Regions from separate parts of the Astyanax mexicanus genome. Here region 2 is linked to region 1. The links are chromatin contacts, called in public Hi-C maps. All regions are on one chromosome and are shown on one strand. Each heading gives the region's core, a stretch centred on a gene start, on an enhancer-like site or on the middle of the called end of the contact. The rest is flanking DNA. Distances are from core to core; before and after follow the strand shown. Region 1 holds the start of jak2a (Janus kinase 2a). Region 2 overlaps jak2a (Janus kinase 2a).

Region 1 (3,758 bases), core at 918-3,417:
AAGAGTATACCCTATGAGCCGAGTACTTCAGGTTGTGTTCGGGCCTTTAATCACCCCTGTGCCTGGCTCTGTGTTCCTGTGGATGAATCCCAGAGTCTCCTCATCGGTTACCTTCAGACTGACCTCGGGGGACTCGTTCCTCAGTTCGCTGTGGAGAGCGCCATGGCCAACACGATGGGCTCCTTCTACACTGAGCTCGGCAAAGTGCTAAAAAAATGAAGTACACAACTTAGAGCAGTAAGGGTCAGGATTAAGATAGCACCTGAGTAGGGGTGGGCAATTTTATATCGTATACAATATATCGTGACACAGAAATATCATGATATTAAAAATCAATATTGTGATAATAGGGCTGTTCTGTCTTAAAAGTAGTCTATTATTTACTGTGAAGCTTTAGGTTTATTTAGTGTATAATTGTTTTAGTTTGCATTGTTTTATTTTATGCATGCACTAAATATTCTGCAATATATTTTGCTGCTTTATATTATTTTATGCTATATTATTTATTTTGCCACATTATGATTATACTGTTATACTATTATACTATATTCCTAAAATTAATTAATTATTTTACTGTTTTCCTATATTGCCAAGTATATCGTTATCGCAAAAATACCCTGAAATATCGTGATATTATTTTAGAGCCATATCGCCCACCCCTACACCTGAGTTACATGCTGCATAAGTATATACTAGTTCATCTTAAAAAAATAGAATATCATTAAAAAAGTTACTTTATTTCATTAATTTAGTTTTAAACCTGAAACTTAGATATATTATATAGATGTATTACACACACAGTGATCTATTTTAGGTGTTTATTTCTTTTATTGTTGATGATTATTACAGCCAATGAAAACCCATAAATCAGTGTCTCAGAAAATTTAAATATTACCAATATAAGACCAATTGGTACATTTGGCAGTGTGGTCAGTGTGCCAAGTCCTGCTGGAAAATGAAATCTTTCACTTTTGTGTTTTTTATTTAGTGAGGTTGCTAGATTTAGTTGCTCCAATTGCAATTAATTAAATTCCACTCCCTTTGATTCCAGTTCAAGTTCAGTTCAACATCATGTAGGGTGGATTTAATTCAATTCAAATTCATTCACTGAATTAAATTAAATAAATATTAAAATTGAATTAAATTCAGAATTTTGCACAACTCCAGTGTGTAAATCCTTCCCAGCAGCAAAGTGACACAGCTCCTGTTAGATGCAGTGAAGCTGCAGTTCTGCTAGATGGCAGTAAAGCATCATGTTTTTAATGTTGTAGATTACACTATTTGTGTATCATCTATTTTAAATTGATCCATATTCATTAACATATTAAATTCAATTTATGTTAAATAATAAATAAAATATCATAATTTAGTTAGATTGTCAGATTTATTTGTTCTAATGGGCAATGCTATGATACTGCCTTATTACAGAGTTAAGTTGTTTCTATTAATTATAATTAAATTGTCTTTTTTTAATATAAATAGCAGGTAAATGAATAGTTAAAATGCTAGACTTGTTAGATATATCTTTAAAAAATATTTGTTGTGTTACTTTACTCTTTAAAGGAACTATCCAAAAGCAGTGTGTAAGACTGGTGGAGGAGAACATGATGCCAAGATGCATAAAAACTGTGATTAAAAACCAGGGTTATTCCCCAAATATTGATTATTTCTGAACTCTTACAACTTTATGAATACGAACTTGTTTTCTTTGCATTATTTGATGTCTGAAAGCTCTGCGTCTTTTTTATTATTTCAACCATTTCTAATTTTCTTCTAAATAAACAGCAATGTTCATTTTACTCAAACATATACCTATAAATAGCAAAATCAGAGAAACTGATTCAGGAACTGAAGTGGTCTCTTATTTTTTTCCAGAGTTGTATAACCTCTTTTTAGTATTGTTTTATTGTTTAATTGTTTAATTTTATTGTTTTGTGTTGTTAAAAAATATCTTTAAAACCTTTAAAAAACAATGTATAAAATGTAACGTTACAGAAAGTACCAAGGTAAATATTCCTCTATATTTGTAGTAATGAGTTAATTCGGTCATTGTTGAAATAATGTATTGTTACACAGTGTTTCTATGCAATTTAAACGTTTATGCTGAAAAAACATCACTTATACTATAACGTTACTATTATATATGATATTAATACTGCACTGACCCACTAGTGTCTACTGTTGACTGTTTTCAGTACAGACTGAGAGAGTCTCCACTAATAATGGAGATGCTTCACTGTCCTCTGCCAGTTAACGTTAGATTTACGTTAATTTAGAGCTGTCCTGTAGTGAGTTAACACATAAAAACCTAATGTTTTTAGACAGATTGCTGTCTAAAAGTAGAGTTTTTAGAGGAGACAGTTAGACAGCTCTCAGGTAACTACAGGACTCACAGTCAGGTCTGCGCCGGGCTGCTGTCAGCTAGCGTAGCTTTAGCTCCCCGAGGTTAGCTTAGCCGTAGCGTTTGGAGGAAAACTCGGGGAATAAACACGATTTTACCCCACTAAATAACTTCCTACTGCTCTTAAACATGCGGTTAACTATTTACATCCACTGCTAACGACTTTCAGTCAGACCTTGGAGGACATTTCTGGAGAACCTGGAGTTAAAACCAAGCCAGCTAGTAGCCTAGCTAACCAACTTCACCTAATACTGTAAGTAACCTGCCTTTAACTTCAGTACTATTAGCTTGAGTTAGCTAACTAACGGATTTACCTGTTTTATGTCACGGTTATGGGCTTTAAACAGCTACAAACTGTCTAAAATTAATGTTTAAAAACGCTTGCAGTATTCTAACAGTTGTTTATGAACTATCTAAGCTAAGGGTTTAATGTTTGGCATGTTATATTTAACCTGTCTCAGCCTGTGTGTCATCTATTTATCTAACTTAACCTATCTAACGTTACGTTATTGGTTAATAACTAGTTAAGTCAACTAGCTTAGCTTAGCTCAGCTAGCTAGCCTACTGGTAACAGAAGTTAAATGTTAGCTGTTTTTTTAGCTCTGTTTTGCTGTTAATAAAACAGAAATTTGTTGAATAATTTAGTGCTAAAGGTTTAGAGGAATATCAGAAGAAGAAAATATAAGTTTAAGCCACATAGAAATGTTATAAACACTATATCTGTCTATCTACCTAACTTATATAGATAGCCTAACTTACTGGTTACAAAACTTAGGAGGTAAGATTAATGTTAGAGTTAGTTTGCTTTTCTTAAGTTTTTCTCTGTTTTGCTGTTAATAAAACAAATTTGTTGAATATTTCAGTGCTAATGCTTCAGAAGAATATCAGAGGATAGAAAAGTGTGTTTAAGCCATATAGAAATGTTATAAACACTAGGCAATTACATACATACTGTGTAATATTAATGTTTAAAAACGCATACAATATTTTAAACAGTGGTTTATGAATTTATCTAAGCTATCTAAGCTGTTTGTCATGTTATATTCAACCTGTCTGTCTATCTCTATAGCTAACCTACTTGTTTACCTACAGAAGTTAAGAGGTAAAGTTAGCTAGTTAGAGTTTGTTTGTTTTTCTTTAGCTGCTCTCTGTTTTACTGTTAATAAAACAAAAAAAAAAATGTTGAAAGGTTTGTTTAAACCACATACAAATGTTATAAACACTATAGGTTAGCTGTAAATAATGCATGTATTCATTGTAAATCTCAATGTTTTTTAAATATACATCATTATCACTGCAAGCTGACAGTTTTCACTATTTCGCTGACAATATTCTGTCATGGTTTTGCAATTCAGAC
Region 2 (3,758 bases), core at 839-3,338, 43 kb after region 1:
ATGGGAAAGTTATCTAGCTAGCTAGAGACTGAGACAAACTACTAGTGATCTTTTTTAGGCTTGTTATGAAGAATTCAGCCAAAAACATTGAAACTACACATTAAACTTTCAACAAGGAAAATGCTAACATTTGTGGATTTGTTTGGTCGCTTGTTCCAGTGCTATCTTACCAGTGATTCTCATACCCTTCGGTTTAAAGTGTGCCTATAAAAAAATCCCTGTTTAAAGGGCTAACAAGCCCTATTCCCTCGAGCCTGACAAGAATCGAGACATCCCTACCCCTTGGTGTGCACGGGCAAAACAGAGGGTTATAGGTAAGGGGTAGGGCCTAGGGGTGAAATAGGATTTGGCCTTAGTTAGACAGCTTGTTTAAACTGCAATAAACTGCATTCAGTGTGTTTACATTACATCTAAACTCTGCTGGCTGATAAAACCCCTAACGGTTAAATGTTTAACTATTAGAGCTTCCTAAACACACACATGCTTTCCTTTATCTTTCTTATCTCTGCTCTGTGTGTGTGTGTGTGTGTGTGTGTGTGTCCAGTAGTATAGAGTATTTGTGTGTAGACAAACAGACCCCCTATAGACTGTGGGGCCAATATAACCTCATGCCAGTAGTCACTCCTTATCTCTCCCAGACACACAAACACACACAGACTGTACCTTTGCTCTGTTTTAGTATACACTACTCTTCAGAAGTATGGATTTACTGTATTTACTTTTGTAAAATCAAATTAAATGCACATTACATTGAATATTATGTTTAATAGTGTAAAAAGTTAGCATTCAACTAGTTTAAAAAGGACATTTTATGAAAAAATATTGTGTTAAAATACAGTAGCACTAATATTTTCTCCAGTACAGAATAGGACAATATATAGAAATAGAAATATTGTGATGTAATGTTTTGCAATATTGTATCGATTCTCAAAATATCAAAAAAAAAAAAATCATTTTTAATGAATTCATTATTTACCCTCTGTTCTGATTGGATAAGAGGAGAACTTTTCTCAAACTTTTAGATTTTATGTGTAGAGTATTGTGTTTTTCCTACCATCACAGTTTACCTAAAAGTTAATAATAATAATATATTGTTTTGTTACTGATATTTATTTGCTATTTATAGGTATATGTTTGAGAAAATAATGAACATTATTATGAACAAATTGTCGTTTAGAGCATTTATTTGCAGAAAAATACAGAGCTTTCAGACCTCAAATAATACAAAGAAAACAAGTTCATATTCATAAAGTTTTAAAAGTTCAGAAATTAATATTTGGTGGAATAAAGGTTTTAATCACGGTTTTCATGCATCTTGTCATGTTCTCCTCCACCAGTCTTACACACTGCTTTTGGATAAAAATTCAAGCAGTTCAGCTTGGTTTGGTGGTTTGATGGTTTGTGATCGTCCATCTTCCTTCTGATTATATTCCAGAGGTTTTCAATTTGGTAAAATCATAGACACTCCTAATTTTTAAGTGATCTTTGAGCTGTATATCTCAATATATTGAATTGTATCTCATGTATTGTGATATATATATATATATATATATATATATATATATATATATATATATATATATATATATATATAATATATATTACTGAGTTCTTGTCCTAAAACAAACCTGAATCTTTATTATTATTCATCTTATTGCAGTACTGATTATTAATATGCTGATGTTTTGATATTGTTGAGTTAAAATTGGTATTGAATATTTATATATTTTAATATTTGTTCTCCTTTGTCCTCTTTTCTTCCCCTCCTCTCTTTCTCTCTACAGAGAAGTCGAATCTGCTGATCTGCAGGAGCAATCAGGGTTCAGATATGTCTCTTTCTCCCTCAGACTTCAAACACAACATCAGTCAGATGGTCTTCCACAAGATCCGAAAGGAGGACCTGGAAACTGTGCGTTTCTCTTTTTCTCACTCCCACTTACTCACAGTACAAACATTGGGCAACATCACTGGTGTATTTCAACAGATCTGCCAGTGTCATCACAACAGAGTCTGTCGGGTTGAGGCACTGTGTTTGCTTTCCTCCCACACGGCTTCCAGGGTCTACGGTTTAAAACTATAGCATAACATTAAACACAGGACTGAGCTACTAGGGGATAGGGGAAGAGATTGCGATATTAGTTCCTTGCTAAAAAAAATACCTCTATAACAATAATGCATTTCAACAGAATTAATTTTGCAATCTGGTTCCCTTATCCTACATATTTGTTTGTGCTTGTCAAGACAGGAGCCCCAGGAGAACTAGCTGAAGGTACTGTGTATATAAACAGTGTTTTTATTAAACTATCTGTGCACTTTTAAAGTTCTCAGTGTCACTTTTAAATATGACGGACCTCAGAGTTCTGTTAATGAGTTGTGGAGCTACTTTGAGCTTGTTAATGATATAAAAATAGCCATTTCTCTGCATGGGCTACTCTATGCCCCTATCACTAGCATTTAAGTCAGTTGGGAGCAAGGGCTAAAAGTGCTGTATTTGGGAATGCATGAAGAGAACGGAAGAGGGCTATACAACAAAAGTTCACACTTTTTATCATGTTTCACTACAGCCCAAGTCTATTTCACACCAGACTTCTCCTTTAAGTTGTAAATGCACTTAGATCACACAGATAGAATAGGACTTGTGGAGGAATTAAACATAAACTTGTGTCTAATGACATTGTCTAATAACAGGCCTAGGCTAAAAGCCTAGTCTAAAGCCCTCCAGCATTAAACTGTGGAGAAATATATCTATGTATGTTCTTTGGAATGGTTGTACTTCATCTAATACTTCTGTGATGGGTGGGGGATGAGTACGGTTGCAATCAAATCCTCACAACTATGCTTCACAATCTAGTAGAAAGCCTTTTCTGCACAGTAGAGACAGTTACTTCAACAAAAGCAAGATCAACTCTTTTTTAACACATTTAGGCTGTCCTAATATTTTTGTCAAAGTGTTGCAAGTAAATATTGTCATAGATTTTTTTTAATTATATACATTTATTATTGTTTAATAATATAAATAATAAAAGTATTGGACATTTAAACATGAACTTCTTAGACAAACTGAGCACCAGGTGGACAGTACACTTTTCCCTATTCGTTCACTGTGCACTCCCACTTTGTCTATATCTGGCTCATTTATTTATTTATTTATAAAACTTTATTCTGCTAATATTGCACATCATTATATATATATATATATATATATATATATATATATATATATATATATATATATATATATATATATATACAGTGGTGTGAAAAAGTGTTCGCCCCCTTCCTGATTTCACGATTTTTTACATGTTCATCACACTTAAATGTTTTGGCCGGCCACTCCTGGGAAGGTTCACCACTGTTCCATGTCTTCGCCAGTTGTGGACAATGGCTCTCACTGTGGTTCTCTGGATCCCCAAAGCTTTGGAAATGGCTTTATAACACTTTCCAGACTGATAGATCTCAATTACCTTCTTTCTCAATTGTTCCTGAATTTCTTTGGATCTCGGCATGATGTGCAGCTTTTTTTTTAAGGATCTTTTGGTGAACTTCACTTTGTCACTTTGTCAGGCAGGTCCTATTTAAGTGATTCTTGATTGAGAACAGGTGTGGCAGTAATCAGGCCTGGGTGTGGCTAGAGACTCAGGTGTACTCAGGTGTCATAAATCACAGGGACTGTATGTTTTAACAAGGGGGCAATCACTTTTTCACACAGGGCCATGTAGGTTTGGATTTTTTCTGCCTTAATAATAAACACTTTTATT

What was found. Hi-C and Micro-C count contacts between places; a contact is called where the count stands out from the background.
Region 2: a contact with region 1 is called in a Hi-C map of blood, with 5 times the contacts expected there. The contact joins the enhancer-like site here to the promoter of jak2a in region 1. A contact is called at or near these places in 2 of 3 Hi-C or Micro-C datasets (blood and muscle).

What each region holds. Positions count from the first base shown.
Region 1 is chr17:45,344,446-45,348,203 of AstMex3_surface, forward strand. jak2a (Janus kinase 2a) reads left to right here and starts at 2,168. Exons shown (of 24, transcript XM_007252799.4): 1 at 2,168-2,654. LOC103043535 (stAR-related lipid transfer protein 4) reads left to right here. Exons shown (of 6, transcript XM_049466369.1): 5 at 1-262; 6 at 666-1,799. The coding sequence ends at 219.
Region 2 is chr17:45,387,358-45,391,115 of AstMex3_surface, forward strand. jak2a (Janus kinase 2a) reads left to right here. Exons shown (of 24, transcript XM_007252799.4): 11 at 1,785-1,909. Among protein-coding and RNA genes, the nearest start is that of rln1, 17 kb to the right of the region's middle. Within about 2 kb of position 2,089, the one cell type or tissue checked has an H3K27ac peak away from gene starts, as active enhancers do.